Regions from separate parts of the Mus musculus genome. Here regions 1, 3 and 4 are each linked to region 2. Evidence: chromatin contacts called from public Hi-C and promoter capture Hi-C data. All regions are on one chromosome and are shown on one strand. Each heading gives the region's core, a stretch centred on a gene start, on an enhancer-like site or on the middle of the called end of the contact. The rest is flanking DNA. Distances are from core to core; before and after follow the strand shown. Region 1 has its middle 98 kb from the start of Gm34187. Region 2 holds the start of Mid1ip1 (Mid1 interacting protein 1 (gastrulation specific G12-like (zebrafish))). Region 3 has its middle 45 kb from the start of H2al1a. Region 4 has its middle 130 kb from the start of Gm34187.

Region 1 (4,447 bases), core at 1,899-4,398, 910 kb after region 2:
ATGTCCCAGAGGCAGGGACAGCTCACTATAGGAAGCTATAGGAAGCTAGCCAAAGGACCCCACAAGAGAGTGCTTCTCAAATGATTTGTGGTGAAGGACCTGTTATTTCTTGTTAGGTTACTCCCCTCCCCGAAACTTTCACAGACAAATCTCTTGTGAAATACAACAACAAAAACAACAAAAAATGAACAACTATAGGACGGGGGATTCCATATTTTTAAACCCTAAGTTTTAATGGCCTTTGGAGTCAATAGGACATAGAATGGCTCTGACACATTGAAGTTCTAAAATGTCTTTTCTTGATTTCTGTGTTAGGTTGTCATTTACAGGGTAACAAGCTGCTGCCGAACCAGCCCAGGTCTACACAGTGTTGGAGAACCATTGCCATAGGTTAACATGGTTAGACAGAGCTTCCTAGGCCTAACCAGTTATCCAAAACAGGCAAGGATGTCACTGACATAGGACATCCCAGGTAAACAGGAATGTCTGACAGCCCTTTGTTGGGTGTCATAGTCTACAGATGTAGATGATTATCACATGTCTCCAAGGCACAGAGCTAGGACAGTAATAAAATCAGGCTCTCTTAAATGGGGAAGCCAAGACTCAGGGTAGGACTGGGTATTTGTCAAGTTTACAGGGAGGTTATGAACTAAGATCTTCCTTAATATCAGTGAGCTCCCCCACCAACTTCCTCATTCTAGTGAGGATGCCATCGTGTACATGAGTGTCCCCAAGGGACATGTTCTCCCTTCAGGGGCTCCTCTTCTCTGCAGTTGCTGACAATGTCTCTGGGCATCATTCGAATTCCTTGGAACTGCCTTTAACTGCCTTCTTCATCCTAGTTTTCCTGTAAAAAATAAGAGTTGGAACCTCTCCAAAAAGAGACCCAGGACCCCCAAGCGAGAGAACTCTCTGGTTAGCAACAAGAACCAACAAACCTATCTTGGATATTTCCTCCCACCGGCCAGTGACTTGTACCTTCTAGAATAGGGAAGGGTATCTGGGATCTGGACCCAAGTCCTCACAACATCCATGACTCACCATCTCACTCTGCTTCTCTTAACTCAGTCAGGACAAGGGGAGGGCTGTGCAACTCTCTTTCCCAGCCAAGGAAGTCACCTAGGAGCCAACACTGGGAACCAGACAGACCCACAAGCTCCTGGCCTGGCAGTTGCCAGCAACGGAAAATCCTGCTAGGGCCACTTCTGTCTCTGCCAGCAGATGTCACTGCAGTCTGACCTCAGGTTACCAAAAGGGCATCACTAATTTTGGCTTTGCAGCCCTAGAAAACCAGACACTAAGTTTCTTGGCCCTTTTGCTGTTTTCTTCTGGCTTGCTGACTGCAAAAAAGACCTGTTTTGTCCCTCTGTTTTACCATCTGTGAAATGGACATGTTCCCCTTCACTCCCTCTCTTCCCCAAAGAAAGAATTCAAGAGCTATGATATTCCAGAACTAATTAGTTCCTACCCTCCCCAGACGTCAGTTATTCCATCTATCAGAGTGCCCAGTGATAGTTCACTTGCGTTCCATCTACCAAAACAGGTAGCCAGAAACACCTCCACCTATTTCTGTTTCCATAGTAACAGAAGAGTTAAAAAAAAAAAGGAAGAAAAAGCCTCTAACAAAATAAGACACCTAAGAGGCATAAACAAAATATGTGATGGTGTGGGAGACTGTAAAGTTTTTATTGCCACCTGTTTGGAAGACCTGCATAATTCAATCCTGCTCCCGGCATTTGCGAGGGAAGCAATCACCCCAAACTTGTGGCAATAAAGCCTTTATAGCCCCCCATGCTGGCACACCCACTTTCGAGGTACAAAGCCCCAGTTTGATAAACTTCCGCTTCTTGTATTTGCATAATGGAAATGGACGAGATTTTCCACTCAGGCTTCTGGGAAGCTTAGCTGGAAGCCGTCCTGGAAGCAACTCCAGCCAAAGGACCTTGGGACTCGACAGGGATGCTGAGTCCCATTTCCCTGAACCTGAGACCAGGCAGGTTCTAGTTGAAGGTCATATGCCTCCTGAGTCCTAAGTCATAACTATCATTGCAGTGCTCCGTTAGAAAGCACGCTAAGTGAGAAAGCTTGTCCAGGGTTAAGTGTAGGAAAGAAAGGTCCTAACTCAAGTAGACATCCAACGCCCCTCACTGTCAGACACACACACACACACACACACACACACACACACACCCTCTGCTCACTTTCAGGTACCCTCTCCCTCAATCTGTTGGGGACAGGTCAGGTAGTCGTGGCTGTTCTAGATGCCTCTCCTTCTCGGCAGATTACTACAACCCTGCCAGGACTCAGTGGTAAAAGTTTGAACGTGTCTGCAGAGCTTAATCAAATGCTAATTCCGTGTGGTGAAAGAATTTGCTGGAATCTGCAAGGGAGCTCCTGGCAGCAAGAAAATGCGTTGATTCACTCCCAAATCTGCTTTGCCCAAGCCGGGTGCGATTTAGAGCGTAAGCTGTATTAAATCACAAAGTGCTGTGTGGATCATACAGCCATCCTTTGTGTCGTTAATGAAGGGAAAAACAGGGCTTTATTCTGAAGCTTTGTGTATAATCAGATGCCATGTTGTAAAGCTCTGGAAAACACACCAGAAATCATAATTGGGAGGAAATAAAAGGGTTAGTCCAAAACAGCGTATGCAAATAAGGAGGAAAAAGAAACTGCCCCCAAGATTTGTGCGTTTCAAGAATCAACTTTTAATTCATGCACAGGGAGATTACAGAAGGGGAGGAGCGGCCTTTAAAATAGTATGAAAAGCTAGTTTAGATGTAAATGAGAGATAATGGGCTTTCACCAGGAAATAAGCAAGGGGGCCAAGTTTGTGCCCAGGGCTGGGGGAGGGGAAGGCAGTTTGGCTTCTGGTTGTCCTCACTGTTGCAAACATACTCAGGGTTTACAGCACGGTAAGGAAGGCAAGGTTTCGTGCCATTGGCTGTGGTTAGCTGCAGTAGGAGGAAGAAAGGTCCAGCTTGCCTGTCGTAGCTCCGGAGGTTCTGGGATCTGGCTGAGTTGGGAAGGGGGTCTCGCGGTTGTTGTTTTAGCACAAAAATAGCCTCTGTGGTGTGATCATCTCAAGGTCGCCTAGGAAAGTGGTTGGGGTTTTGACGCCTGTCGCTGTACGTTCAGCCAGAGGAGAAGGAACGCTGCGCTGAGCCCTCCCCAGCCCTAATTCACTAATGATTTGCTTATTAGTTCGGATCAGGGAGCCGGTTTCTGGAGAGATGTGAATTGCCATTGATTTAATCCTCTTCCCAGCACGCGCTCCCGGCCTAGGGTGAGGCTGGGAGGAGAGAGGGGGGGTTGTCAGCTGGTTCAAGAGCAAGTTGCTGCTTCTCCTGTCTGGCTTTGTCTGTCTCCCCGACCATCTGCTTTCAGGCAGAGAGGAGCCCGTGGGTGGAGGAGCTAAGCCCAAGAGCTCAAAACCCGGACTCTAGACCTGTGTGTCTCCGGGTAACTGACAGCTGAGCTCAGACTTCTACAGCATGTGGGCAAGATATTGTGGTAACGTCTCATTAAACTAGAACGTTGGGGACAGCACAGTTCTCACACTGTCAGTATGTGTCCTCACTTAAGCCACCCACCAGCCTCTCAGGTAGATCGCCTCTACAATTTACAAGGGAAGAAGCTGAGCCTCAATGAAGTTAAGTTAGCCTGCCTAGGGTCACACAGGCAAAACAGTGGAGGGCCAAGGTGTGCAGCTTGTGGCCAGTGTCCTCCTGCTTCACCTAACATGAGCCATCTCATCTGTGTCTCTGTAAACTGCCATCAAGAGATTTCTTTTCCTCTCAGCAGGATCTGATAGCAGAGGCCTGTAATCTCCACTACTCAGGAGGTTGAGGCAGGAGGAGTTCAAGTTCGAGACCTGCCTGGACTATAGAGTGAACCCCTGAATTAAAAGAAATGAGAGGAGGTCTAAGAACAGAGCTCAGGACAGTACAGTGCTTGCTCAGCATAGTCCAGGCCTATGTTCAATTACCCCAAAAGGCAAGCACTTTTAGCCGTTGGGCTAATTTTGTTTGTTTATAGTGCTGAGGCTTGAACCCAGGGCTCTACTATTGAGCTGCTTCCCCAGCTCCTAAGTAGGTCATCTAATGATAATAGAGGGCATGTAATCTCCTACCTACTGCCCATGGGTCAAGGAAGAGAGATCTCTTAGTGAGCGGTGCCGTTTTTTGTTGTTGTTGTTGTTTTGTTTTGTTTTGTTTTGTTTTTCCAAATATGGCAAGGTGCTCAACCCACACCCACACCGAGGAGCCTAATTCATTATATGTCCCAGCTCCATGTCTTTGCCCAGACAGTTCCTTACACTTACCCACCCCCACCCTTCTCCAAACAGCATCCCCTTAGTTTAATCCTCCCGAAAACTGATCATAATTTTGTCCCCACTCAAACCTTCAACTCTTGAAGAGTTCCCCTTCCTAACCAGCATGGGGCT
Region 2 (4,039 bases), core at 322-2,821:
GTTCCTTTTTATTGCTAAAGCAACACTGGAAATTTTTCTCTCATGGGAGACACTCCATTTTGTTGACAAACAGAGGGTGGAAAAGTTTTCAAATCTGGGCATAAGAAGAGAAAGGCTGAGGTTATTGTTATGTGTCAGGTTTACACAATGCATGTTTCCCATCTACATTCTTCTTTCCACTGATCTCCTTAGCTCCACGGGGCAGATAACAAACATTATTTCATGTTTAAAAGAACATGGGACACTGAATCAGAAGGATGAGTAGCTGTCGTTCCAAATCAAGCTGGCTGGCTGGCTGGGACTGTGTCTCCATACATACATACATACATACATACATACATACATACATACATACATAAGAAAGCATTGGAAGCATGGGTTATGATCTAGAACCAGTAAACCAGAGGGAGATGGAGATTTGCCAGTCTGGGTTCTAGAGTTACCAATGACTTTTCTGTCTGTTATCAGCTCTTGTTCCCTTCAAAATTGAAAAGAGACATGATTTTCGGTAGACAGTACCAGTCCTTCAAGAAAAAACAAACAAACAAACAAACCCACATGCATAAGTGTCTCTCCTTGTTTGGGGCGCTTTTTTGTCTTGCAGGGGAATGCCATACTAAAACTTCCCCCCGAAGACTTTAGTGGGAAGAAATTTAAAATTAGAAGCCTGAGTCATCTTATCTGGAGGAATGGAAGAGCTGACTGGAGGTTGAGGGATGTGGCAAAGGAAATGAGATGGGAAATGAGTATGGGCTCAGGGCTGGGAACCTGAAAGAGGAGTTTCAAGTGTAAAACTTGAAAGGTAGATCCAGGGCTATGGTACACAGCTTAGGCTTATTAAGTAACCCTTGCTTAAGAACTATCTTTTGAAAGGAGCACTTGACACACACTCCAGAAAGTTATTGGGTATACTCCCATTTTTTTTCTTTAAATGATAAGATATACCCAACACCAGTCCTAACTTCTGCCACCTTCTCCTAGTCTTTTTGATAGCCAAAAGGGCCACAAGGCCCAAGTTCACACTCCATTGCCATGCTCTTATCTCTTGGTGGGGGACACAAAACTATAGATCAGATGACCAGGGTGCTCTTCATACCTGGCAGCAGTAGTAGGAAAGACCCCGCCAGGAGGGAAGCAAATGCCTCAGTGTTCCCATCCCCCTGCAGCTGACCACGACCTGGGCCGTGGAGGGAGCACCCCATGTCCACGTGCATCCGGCATGTCCTGCTAACTCTTCTTACATAAGATTCCCAAGTATGGAGTCAGGGCAGCTGTGAATCCCTCTTACCCGACGTCTAATAATAAATCGAGGCTAAATTTCCGGACTGCAGTCACTCTAGGTTCAGGATTGAGGGGCTCTTTTGCAACCCGGACACACAAGCATTCCGGTCATCCCACCCGGAGAGTGCGCGCCAAGCCCGCCCAGCCCGCGCGCGCCAGTCCGCCCTCTGGTTTGGACGGCGGCTCCTTGGGCTCAGTGCCTCGCCCTCCCTCCCCCAAACAGCTTGTTCTGGGTTTGGTGCTGGGGTGCGGCCGCTCCATCCTCCCAGCCCTACCCTGCCTTGCCCTGCTGGGCCGCCCTGCCTTAGCCCGGGTATCAGGCGAGAGGCGGAGCCACCCGGCGTGCCCCGCCCCCGCGGTAGAAAGGGTTGGGCGAGTGTTACTCGCGGTCAGGGCTGGGACCTTTTATCTGTGCTGCTGGAGGAGGTAGGAGGAGGAGACATCAGGGGTGGTCCTGGGCGCCTGGGACACCTTTCCCGGACTATAAATTGAGCACCTGGAATGGGCAGGGGGCCGGAGCAACCACAGTCGCCCTTACTCACAGTCCGATCAGTGACCGCAGCAGCGCCCTTGGGCAGCCACCGTCCGCAACGCAAGCACTGAGAACCAGGGGATTTCGCAGTGCAAGAGGTGGGTGTCCCCGCCCTTTGGCAGCCCGGGCTAATATGGTTGCTTTCGCTTAGGTTTTAGAAGGGAGAAACCAGAGAGTCCGGGATGGGGGAGATTTTTTTCTCCTTTTTTTTCAAAGGTCTTCTGCTAGTATTGGAGGAGGTGATACCGGCTGGTCCCAAGGAACCACCCTTGTGCCTTCTCTGGCCAGCCTTGGTCAGGGTGGGAGCATCGCGCGGACCGGATGCCGGGCATCCTAACCGGGTGGGTAATTTGTTCTTTTCGTCTCTGTCTCCCAAGCAGAAAAAGGCTAGACCCAGCCACCCACCGTCAATCCTGAGCCAAAGATAAGAGCAGCCGGGCCTCACGAAGGGCTGAGCTGAGAAAGAAGCAAGTTAGAGAGGGCGGAGAAGGATCTGGGAATCCCGTCACACCGGCTTCAAGCAGGCTCCCGGCATCAGCCTCTGAGAGCGCTTGAAGGCGGCATCGCCAGCGGTCTATCTCCGTGTACCAGCGTCCCTGTGTTTCCGCGCCCGCTCGGCCACCATGATGCAAATCTGCGACACATATAACCAGAAGCACTCGCTCTTTAACGCCATGAATCGCTTCATTGGCGCGGTGAACAACATGGACCAGACGGTGATGGTGCCCAGTCTGCTGCGCGACGTACCCCTGTCCGAGCCGGAGATAGACGAGGTCAGCGTGGAGGTAGGCGGCAGTGGCGGCTGCCTGGAGGAGCGCACGACCCCGGCCCCAAGCCCGGGCAGCGCCAATGAAAGCTTTTTCGCGCCCTCCCGGGACATGTACAGCCACTACGTGCTGCTCAAGTCCATCCGCAATGATATCGAGTGGGGAGTCCTGCACCAGCCTTCGTCTCCGCCGGCCGGGAGCGAGGAGAGCACCTGGAAGCCCAAGGACATCCTGGTGGGCCTGAGTCACTTGGAGAGCGCGGATGCGGGCGAGGAAGATCTGGAGCAGCAGTTCCACTACCACCTGCGCGGGCTGCACACCGTGCTCTCCAAACTCACCCGAAAAGCCAACATCCTCACCAATAGATACAAGCAGGAGATCGGCTTCAGTAATTGGGGCCACTGAGGCGGGGGCTGTCCCCGCTGCCCAGCACCCTCTCTCGGGTCGGCTCTACCACCCCTCTCTTTCCTCCAAGCTATTTTCTTCCTGGTTGTGGGGCGCGAAGGGCACACTGTAAAGTTGGGCTGTGTACTTGGTGGGGTTAGTGTGGAGAAGAGGGCCTCATCGCGAGAGCAGAGGAAAGTAGTCGCCAGAGAGGGGGGTTCAAAGACCCCCGGAGGGGGCCTACTCTGTGTTGGTGGGAATGGAACTGGGCCGATGTCCTTCATTCAGCCTGTGCCTTTCTTGGGGTTTCTTTTCTGTTTTTCTTTCCGGAAGAGAAGGGCCTGAGAAAGGGCCATGCCAGGGCACAGTGCTGGGTTGCCACACATGGGAGGGCAGCTTCTAGCCGGGTGCTTGGGGGAGGCGGGGCTCAGCCTCCTGCTGCCCTGCCTTGAGCTGCCAGAGGAGGCCTTGGCGTTGCTAGGATTGCGTCAGTTTTCCTGTTTGCACTATTTCTTTTTGTAACAGTGACCCTGTCTTAAGTCTTTCAGATCTCTTTGCTTTGAAACTTCGTCGATTCCATTGTGATAAGCGCACAAACAGCACTGTTGGTAACCGGTACTACTTTATTAATGATTTTCTGTTACACTGTACAGTAGTCCTGTGGCACCCTATCCCTTTCACGCCACCCCTCCCCCGCCCGTGTGTGTAAACTGGCGATGTGCCAGCTAGGATGAAGCTTGCCACTCGGCTAGCGAAAATAATTAACATTATTATGAGAAAGTGGATTTATCTAAAGTGGAACCAGCTGACATTATATCTGTATCGTATGGAGAATGATGAAGGGCTCCACTGTTGTTATATGTCTTGTTTATTTAAAACTTTTTTTAATCCAGATGTAGACTATATTCTAAAAAATAAAAACGCAGATGTGTTAACAAAACTGGACAAGTGTGTGTTGCTCTTTAATCCACCAATGAGTGGCCAAATCATTAAAAAGACGTGTCCTTTATTTCCCTGACATTAAGTGTTATTTTTCTCTGATATTTCCAGGTGGTGGCTAGTCATCTCTACAACT
Region 3 (4,553 bases), core at 645-3,144, 540 kb after region 2:
TCCATCTGCATGTACATGTGCATGCACATTCATATCCACATGCGTACCCATACATTTGTGAACATGTATGCAGACACATACATATAGGAAAGAAACTAACAAAGACTGTTTATGAAGTAAAGAGAGTATCCTGGTTAGCTTTGATTAACTCAACACAAACTAGAATCATATGGGAAGAGGAAAACTCAATTGAGGAACTGCCTCCATCAGATTGGCCTGTGGGTATGTCTGTTGGGCATTTTCCTAATGATGATTGCTTTGGGAGGGTCCATTCTACTATGGGCAGTACCACCCCTAGGCCGAAGGTGCTGGGTTGTATAAAGAATCAAATTAAGGAAGCCATGGAAAGCATATGCCATAAGCCATAAGCCACAGTCTCTAGCTCAGTTCCTGGCTCTAGGCTCCAGCCTTGAGCTCCTGCTCTGACTTTCCTTCAGGATGGACTGTAAGCTATAAACTTAAACCCTTTCCTCTCCATGTTGCTATTGGTTGTGGTGTTTATCACAACTATGGAAAGCAAGCTAGAACAGAGAGGTTTGTTTAGGCTCATGGTTGTAGATGTTAGTGTCTAAAACTGGGTAGCCCCATTTATACCAACAGTGAGGGAAGCGGGCACATAATAGCAAGAAGGTCTGTCTGGAAGACATTCAGGAGATGCTCATGTCGCCAACTGAGAAGCATAGGGGTAGGTTACAGCAACATTGACATAAGGACCTCCCTTTAGGCTTCACCTCTTAAAGGTGCACACTGTCTCCCAATATCTCCATAATGGGAACCACTCTTTTACTTATGGACTTTTAAGGGACACTCATCCAAACTATAGCAAGAGGCACTCACTGGTAGGTTTTGAATGGCTAACTGAGGTGCCTATTAACATATCAAATTGAATGTTGGCCATCAAGTTCTCCCAGCATCCCTCAGTCCCTACCTGGCTACAGGATCCTTCTGGCTGGCATACCCTACCCCCTATCCTAAACCTCTCCAGGCCATGGACTGTGCCTGACTTTTCGTTCCACCAGCTTCTCGGATTGCTATATAATCCAGCCATTTTGGTTATGCAGACCTTTAGGCCTTTTGGCCACTACTCTTGGTGTTCTGCCTCTCCCGTTTTTTTCTTGCCCTCTCCTCACATTCACTAACGTGGGATGGGCAAGGGTATATGAGCAGTATATTGACAATGCCTACTATGTTCCTTAGAACAAGGGACCAGTCCTGTCCCACATCAGCTTTTCAGGCAAGAGGACTCAAACTCTGGCCTCAGACACATGCCAGAGAAGTCTACCCTTCAGCAGTAGGTGGCAGCTTTGCTCTCTAACCTGAGGTCTGTATATGTATGCTCAGGCCCCACACAGATGTAGTGAAGATGAGAACTAAGAAGTAGAAAGCCAGTTGAGGGTTTCGAAAGAACTTGGGACCCCCAGAGAATTGATTTTCAGGGAAGGCACCATGTGCTCAGCCCCTCAAATGAGCTTGGCAGATGGGAACGTCTTTCTGTGATGCCCCTTCAGTGGATGTCATTCTCTGACTGACAAGAGAATGGCTGGCACTATTACCATGGCAACCAATAACAGCCCACCCAAAGACCCTTCTACTGACAGAAAAGATGGAGCACAAACCAGAACTCAGGAACTCCACCTCCACAAATGACAACCAGAGCCAGAGGTAGGTGGCTTTTCTTTCCTCTTGACACTGTAATTATTACCCTGATCCTATGCATGTACTCATACAAGTACTTGGGTGGCACACACACACACACACACACACACACACACACACACACAACACCCAAAGCTGGTTGGGCCTGGGAAAACAACTGTCACAATGTTGTGCTGACTTGCTGGGTAAGCAGGAACAAGTGGGTGTCTCTGTTTTCCCCTGCATGTAATGATTCAGATGGTACCAGTTCCATGGCCTCGACCGTGGGAGGAGGCAAGAGCTGACGCAAGAGCGTCTGGGAGGCATTTGGAGCATCTTGAAAGAAGTCGCTGAAAATTCCTGTTATGAAATGCAAAAGTCTTCCTTTCCTTTTCTGTTGAAACCTTTTGCAGTTTTTAAATTGCAGTTAAGGTCTTCCCAATCAGCAGTTCTTCTGAGAGCACGAAGCAAGCAGAGTCGCTGACCACAAAGTGAAGGGAAAAATAAAATGTGAATTCAAACCATTTCCTAACTTGCGGCCAGATTCCAGTTTGGACTTTAAAAGCTTCCTCTCTGGTCAGCTTCCTGCACTGACGCAGCATCCCCCCCCCACCACCACCTCCCCAACCCCCGCCTCCCACCGCTACCACCAGCAATGCTCACTTAGCTCTGAGAGACTGTGTATTCCTTGCTATTAGAGATTGAAAACAGGAAATGAAGGGGCCTATAGGGGGATGGGAAAGCTTAAAACAACTTCAGAGGACAAGCTGATGAAGTCATAGATCGTATCGCCCTGCCTTTTCCATGTCGGGTTTCTTTAAAGATAAGGTAGTGACTCAAAATGGGCTGCCTTTTTTTTTTTTTCAAGATGGAAGCAAAGGAGGATTTTCTTTAATATCCTCTTCCCTCCCAGTGTTTCCAAAGATAACCAGATGAGAGAAGTGACTCGATCCACGTGCATGTAAAATGCGATTACAGGACAATTTCCCCATTGTGGTCCCTGAGGGCTGAGGCAGGAGGGGAAGGCAGGGGGAGGCAGGAGATGAAGAGGAGGCCAGTAGCCACTAGGCCTTGCATTGTTGATGAGAGTTCGTTAAGGCCCTACTCCAGCTATAGGGAATTTTGTGACCAATGGCTGATGTGCAACTAAATGGGATGTTGTGGCCTAAATCAAGTGAATGATGGGGCCTGACAGGAGCAGGAAGAAAGGGAAAGATGCTGCATATTCAGGACCTGCCTGTGAGATGGGAGGCAATGCCATCAAAATACCAACATGTAGACATATTCCACCATTGCAGGTGCCCAGACAGTGCCAGGCCAGGCTGTACTGTCAGATGAAGAGTGGCTTGTAAGAGTCCAGGGGACCAAGGTGAAGTGGGGTCCAAGAGGGAAGGCAGGCATCCCAGCCAGGCACTCCCCTGGGGAAGGAGTAACCCCTGATGCAGATGCTGAGAGGAGCAGTCAAAGGAGAAGGGAGGGGCCTGGGAGGGCTCTATGGGAGCAAAGATCTAGGATCCCCCAGCAACGGGACCCACAGACTTCAGTTCAAATCCGATTCTGCTACAGACCTGTTCCCTAAGCCTCAATTTTCTTTCCCACAGAAGTGGCCACTGCCTATAGGATTGTAGGATTGATATGGAGTGGGAAGAGCACAGAGCTTTGCTTTTTTCAAAAGTGCTCGAGGCTGTGAGCTGTGTAAGGGGGCCATAAGGAGGTATTTATGAAGTGCCAGCAGAATGGTATTGGGGGAGGGGGGAGCCTGCCAAGTTAAAGGAAATACACAAAAGTAGAGCTAAGCTTATTTATGAAACAGCGTCTCTGGCCTTTTGGTGAACCTAGAGAACAATTTCCATCTGGCAAGGCAAAACTGTGCTGAGCAAGAGATCGGGGGCTTGTGAACTCTTTAGGGCAGCTTACTTGGAAAGGGGGCCCCTTGCCTCTCATGAGAAGTAGACACCTGGCCCTGGCCCTGCCCCACCCTGCCAAGGGTGATGGATGTGGGTCAGAACCTACAGAGGCCAGGTTTCTTCTCTCTTGAGGCAGTCAGGGAAGAGGAACTTGCAGGAAATTAAGTAAAGAGAAGAGATCTGTGTGGTGAGGGGGCAGGGGAGGCAGTGAAAACACAGTAGGGATTGGGAGGCGGGGGATTGCACGGTGCACAACCTGTATACTGTCCAGAGTCCGAGAGTGAGAATGTGAGCAGAAACAGATAAGAGCAAAGAAAGGTGACCCGCAGGGGAATGGAGTAAGGAACATTGGATCATTGTCCCTGGGTTATTTTCATGCCCAGCCTAAAAGAAGAGGAGGAGGGCTATTGCCTTTTTTTTTTTCTGCTAAAGAGTCTATCTCCTTGTCTTGAAGGAATGAACCAGAAGCAATGGACTTTAATCCATGGGTGAGGGAGTCAGTAAATGCACTTGCTGTCTTCTCAACCCTTGTCCCATGTCCTGTGTCTTTCCTTAAGGGACCATTTGAAAAGAAGTACCTTGCTAATATAAAACCCTTCCCTCTGTATTCCCACATCCCATGCTACTACGTCCCAAACCCCAGAAGTTGTCATACCCTCCAAAGGATGACCTCTGGGAGAGGCATTTTAATGGGTTTTCACAAAGGAACTTTGGAACAGTCTGAGATTTCCACTGGGCACTGGGAGCCAGACTCCTCTGAGTGGGAGTCAGGAGAGTCTGTGAGTCTTTGTATCCAGCTTACAAATTCTGTGTCTCTACTCTCCATGATCAGGATGGGGGTGGGGGAGGTGTTACCCTGGGCTTCAGACTCTTGGCCAGTGATCCTCAGCCTTGACTGTCCATGAAAGAAGCTGAGATCCATGATGACAGTCCCTAAGTGAGGGACCCAGACTACTTTACTTCTTAAAAGCTCCTCCACATAATTTTAGCAAACAAGTTTGATCACTACTA
Region 4 (3,917 bases), core at 1,112-3,611, 950 kb after region 2:
GGGAGGTGCATTGCCTTTTTTCATCAAACAACAGCACTGGGATGCTAGGACTTTTATTTTCATTGTGAACACGGGAAAACAGAGGCTTGCAGTTCAGCATCTGGCCCAAGGGTATCCAGCCAGGAAGACGCCCAGGGCAACTGCAAGGAGCTACACTCTGGGGTGGCCAGGGGCATCCCAACAGACTTCTGAAAAGGGTACGTCCCTAGCCTGAAAGAACTCCGTGTCTTCCCCTAGTTCCCAAGGGAAATCGGAGGTAGCTAGGGCAAGAGGGCAGCTTTGTGTTCTCCAGTTCAGGAATCCTTGGTTTAAGCAACGCTGTGTGCTGCTTGGGCTATCTGCTTACCTATCTCTGGGTGTGTATGGAGGAAGGGACCTTCATCAGCTGCTGTTCCCATCATTGTCACACACAGGTGTTCATCATCAAAAACAAGGCTGTGGAAGCTCCTTCCAGTTTCCTGAGATATCTCATCTGGGATGCTGAGGACCAGGTTGGCCCATTCTCCCTTCTGGGGGATTTAACATCAGGTCTGGATGCTTTCCTCAAAGATCCTTCCAGGCAAATGGCAGATCTGGGGAGGAGAGGGGAAAATAATATCTCTTCCATATTGGCAGCCACCCCTCCCTGGCTGCCCCAATAGCCAGGGCCCATAATTTACAAAAATTAAGATGTAAGAAGCATTTGAAAACAGGACCACAGAGGAGGCCAGAGCTTACTAAAAAAACAAACAAACAAACAAAAAACAAAACCATGAAATCATGGAAGAGCTATTTGGAGCCTCCACAGAAAGGCTAGTTAAGGGTGAATTGCCTCCAGTTCACTAATAGGTCACCAACCTAATTTATTTTGTCAAAACTAGTCGCTTTGGATAGCTGTCATCCCCACTGACCAATGAGAAGGGAGCAGACGGACACAGCAAGGGTCCTGAATCCCTCTGACTATACCTTTTCTTAATTTTTGATTAAGGGGGCACCTGGGGAGTTAGTTGCGTTGAGGCCATTGGCTGGGCCTTTTCGGTGGGTGAGTGTAAGATGATTCAGGACAGGGTTTGAGGAGGTCAGCAACTGCTAGGAACCGATAACTGGGGCGTGAGGCAGGTTCTCCCTGGCATGCACATGAAGGAGGGTTCCTCTCTTCCAGCAGACATGGCCTGGCTCCTGGTGGTGCTTCACCAGAGAGGACAGAATGATCTGCATCAAGCTTCCCTGGCTAGCTCCCTCAGCCTCTGGCTTAGTGCCTGCTCTCTGAGGCAGGAGGAGGAGGAGGCCAGGGCCCCTACTGGGTATTCTCTGTGTGAAGCTAAGTAGCCTGGGAGCGGTGTGGGGGGGGGGGGACACGGGCTAGGAGGAAGACCTTGACCTCAGGAGCCCTAAACCTTGCTGACAGCAGACAGCAAGGAGGACCCTTGGGAATAGCACTTTATTGAGGGACATTTGTCTTCATTTGGGGCGGTCTACATTTCATCCCACAGGCATGCCCTGAGGCTCGAGTCTCCCTGACCCTTACCAGGACTGTTCCAGCACTGTACTGTCCCTGTGCTGGACTGAAAAGGAAGCTGCCTCTTAAAGCCTTTGGCAGCCAGGGAGACAGATGTCACCAAAGAACAATGGGCAATTCCCTGTGGCACCCCAGGAGTCTCCTAGCCTCACCCCTCCCCACCCCACCCCCAAGACAGGAGAACTAGGGCAGGGCACATTACAAACTCAGGCTCCAAACCTGGGCCCTCCTGGCTTACCGATTCTGGAAACCAAAGCTTATATCCTGCCTAATAATCTTGTATTTAATTAATGAACAAGTATCCATGGTTTTCAGAAGGCAACCTGAGGAACTAAATGTCCTCTGCGGAAGTCATTGTGACTAGCTGGGAGGTCCTAGCCTGTTTTCCCTCACACGAAAAGCCACTCCAGTGAGAAAGGCTCTGCAAAGGACAGCTGAAAATATCATAGTGAAGATTTACGCGGGTTGCGTTTTATTTTTTTTTTCCCCTGGAAAAGTCAGGATATTGAAAATGTTAGAAGGCTGCGAACTATGGCCTAGATGCTGCCACTAACCCGTGGAATTGTGAAAAAAATAATTTCGCCTCTCAAAGCCTCATTTTGCAAATATTAAAAGAAAGAGAAGCGGGGCCCGGGGGGGGGGGGTTGACCATCAGCAAGGCTAGGCGCTGCCATGCCTATACCCCCTCCCCCCAAACCCCCAACTTGGCTGTGCCAGACTAGCTCTGGGGAGGAGGGGTGTGGTGAGCAAGCAAGCCTAGAAGGCTTTGGTTAGCTTCACCGAGCTAAGCACAACCCTCCCGGCGAGGTTTCCGGAGCAATGGAGAGGGAGGCACGTGGCGTGCCCTCGCTCCAGCACTTTCTCAACGGGCAGCAACAGCTCAGGGAGGAAGGGGGTGGCTGGCACTCCGGGTGCCAAGGGTGGATGGGTCTCTAGACTTGTTGGGGTCGTGGAGCTAAAGCCGCGGGGGCGAAGGGGGCCTGGCTGCTGGGCTCGCCCGCCGCGCCCGCTCGCTGGATTCATTTCCATTTGGAGCGCGACGCCCCAGCAGCCCTTATCTCGCCGCCGCCGCCGCCGCGGCTCTGCAGGCGCGGGCGCCCAGGGCTCCCTCCCTTCCCCGCCCCTCCCCCGTCCTCCTCCCCCGCCCGCCCGCGGCCCGCGCCTTTGTCTGGCCCCGCGGCGCGCTGGGAGCCAGCAGGGCGGGTAATTGGCGGCCGGAGGAGGCGAACCGGCCGGCCAGGCCTCCTCTAATGAGCGGGCGGAGCCGCAGGGAGGGTGCGGAGCGACCGAGCCCCTAATGGCCTCGCGGTGCCCGGCCAGCCCCCTCCAAGGTCTCGGCCGGACGGGACCCGCAGCCCCAGGGTACATCCCCACCCCCATCTGGCCTCCGAGGTTCTCCAATTACCCCGCGGCCGTGCCAGGGCCTCCGGCTGCCCTCCGGGCCGCCCTGTTGTCCCCGGAGAAGTGCCAAGGACTCAACGCTCCAGGCGGAGGGGAGGGGGGTCTTTTGGGGGGCTTCATCGCGCTGCTTGGGGAACTCGGGTCGCCCACAAGTCCCCTTCTTCCCTGAGGACACGGTCACTGGTGGAGAGGGAAGATGGCGGGGGCGGCAGCGAACCCAGCTTCTCCTTAATGCTGATGAAACCCACGCGGGTTTCGAAATTAATGACACTGGATCAGAATCAGCTACGCTTGGCGGGCTCGGGCGACAGCCGGTCGGGTGGGCTTGTCTGTGTCAAAGAGTGCGGTGGGGGACTTCCTGCTGGGGAGGTGTGGAGAGTGGGGTTTCTGGTGTTAACCCCCTCTCCAAGGCCGGGAAGATGTTAACAGAAGCCCGCTGAGCTTTTAAAGGGTTGAGGGAGATGGAGGGACACAGGGAAGCTAAGCTGGTCTCCAGCTAGGTTACCCGCTTTCGAGAAGCCCGCCCAGCAGCTACAACTGACCATAAGCCCCACTGCCCCAGGATAGTGACTCCTCCTGTGGCCCAGCCTCAAACTGCCAAGAATGCCAGCAGACTGGCCCTGTGGACTTTACTCCATCCAGTTCCTACTGCCTCCAGTAAGCCCAGTTCCAACCCACTCTAGAGTATGTGAGACTCCAAGTCACGGAAGCTTCCTGTGAACAGCCGGGCTTGCAGCTAGCTTTCAGACTTGGAATGCAGGAAAAAGAAAGGCCTTAGGGACTTGTGGGTCTTCTGGGAAAGCCCCATGCTGGCCCCAGAACGACCTTAGAGAACCATCAGCAGCTGAGGGCAGTCCCGGGGGCATTCCAGCATCATTTGCCTGAAGAGAGACTGTCACCTCTCAGAGGAAGTGGGCAGTTTCTTCTGAAGACTCCCTATCTAGAACCCTTTCCCTTGGGTTTTCAAGGCAACTCTCACCAAAGTAACCAGTTGGAAGATGTCCACTTTCTATTGATT

Evidence for each region. Promoter capture Hi-C pulls out the DNA fragments that hold promoters and counts their contacts. A called contact is a pair of places that touch in the nucleus more often than the background predicts.
Region 1: a contact with region 2 is called in a promoter capture Hi-C map of hippocampal neurons, with 3 times the contacts expected there. The contact joins the enhancer-like site here to the promoter of Mid1ip1 in region 2. A contact is called at or near these places in 6 of 39 promoter capture datasets (the 3T3-L1 cell line, 3T3-L1-derived adipocytes, frontonasal cranial neural crest and 3 more), 2 of 484 Hi-C or Micro-C datasets (adipose-derived mesenchymal stem cells and myocytes) and 8 of 115 datasets of contacts at active chromatin or transcription factors (T-cell acute lymphoblastic leukemia, astrocytes, embryonic forebrain and 4 more).
Region 3: a Hi-C map of uterus shows a contact between it and region 2, with 2.4 times the contacts expected there. The contact joins the enhancer-like site here to the promoter of Mid1ip1 in region 2. A contact is called at or near these places in 4 of 39 promoter capture datasets (the 3T3-L1 cell line and hippocampal neurons), 3 of 484 Hi-C or Micro-C datasets (all in uterus) and 6 of 115 datasets of contacts at active chromatin or transcription factors (VIP interneurons, astrocytes, bone marrow-derived macrophages and 3 more).
Region 4: a contact with region 2 is called in a promoter capture Hi-C map of pre-B cells, with 4 times the contacts expected there. The contact joins the enhancer-like site here to the promoter of Mid1ip1 in region 2. A contact is called at or near these places in 6 of 39 promoter capture datasets (the 3T3-L1 cell line, the HPC-7 cell line, cranial neural crest and 3 more), 2 of 484 Hi-C or Micro-C datasets (B cells and pre-B cells), 3 of 115 datasets of contacts at active chromatin or transcription factors (astrocytes, differentiating embryonic stem cells and embryonic forebrain) and 2 of 9 other capture datasets (embryonic stem cells and liver).

The regions. Positions count from the first base shown.
Region 1 is chrX:11,628,898-11,633,344 of GRCm38.p6, forward strand. No RefSeq gene overlaps it. Among named protein-coding and RNA genes, the nearest start is that of Gm34187, 98 kb to the left of the region's middle. Within about 2 kb of position 3,149, at least 39 of the 459 cell types and tissues checked have an H3K27ac peak or open chromatin away from gene starts, as enhancers often do. A contact at or near this core is called in embryonic forebrain and hippocampal neurons, where this site is marked.
Region 2 is chrX:10,715,794-10,719,832 of GRCm38.p6, forward strand. Mid1ip1 (Mid1 interacting protein 1 (gastrulation specific G12-like (zebrafish))) reads left to right here and starts at 1,572. Exons shown (of 2, transcript NM_026524.4): 1 at 1,572-1,911; 2 at 2,194-3,909. The coding sequence starts at 2,437. The coding sequence ends at 2,985.
Region 3 is chrX:11,252,382-11,256,934 of GRCm38.p6, forward strand. No RefSeq gene overlaps it. Among named protein-coding and RNA genes, the nearest start is that of H2al1a, 45 kb to the right of the region's middle. Within about 2 kb of position 1,895, at least 28 of the 459 cell types and tissues checked have an H3K27ac peak or open chromatin away from gene starts, as enhancers often do. A contact at or near this core is called in uterus, where this site is marked.
Region 4 is chrX:11,662,125-11,666,041 of GRCm38.p6, forward strand. No RefSeq gene overlaps it. Among named protein-coding and RNA genes, the nearest start is that of Gm34187, 130 kb to the left of the region's middle. Within about 2 kb of position 2,362, at least 286 of the 459 cell types and tissues checked have an H3K27ac peak or open chromatin away from gene starts, as enhancers often do. A contact at or near this core is called in the HPC-7 cell line, differentiating embryonic stem cells, embryonic forebrain and 2 more, where this site is marked.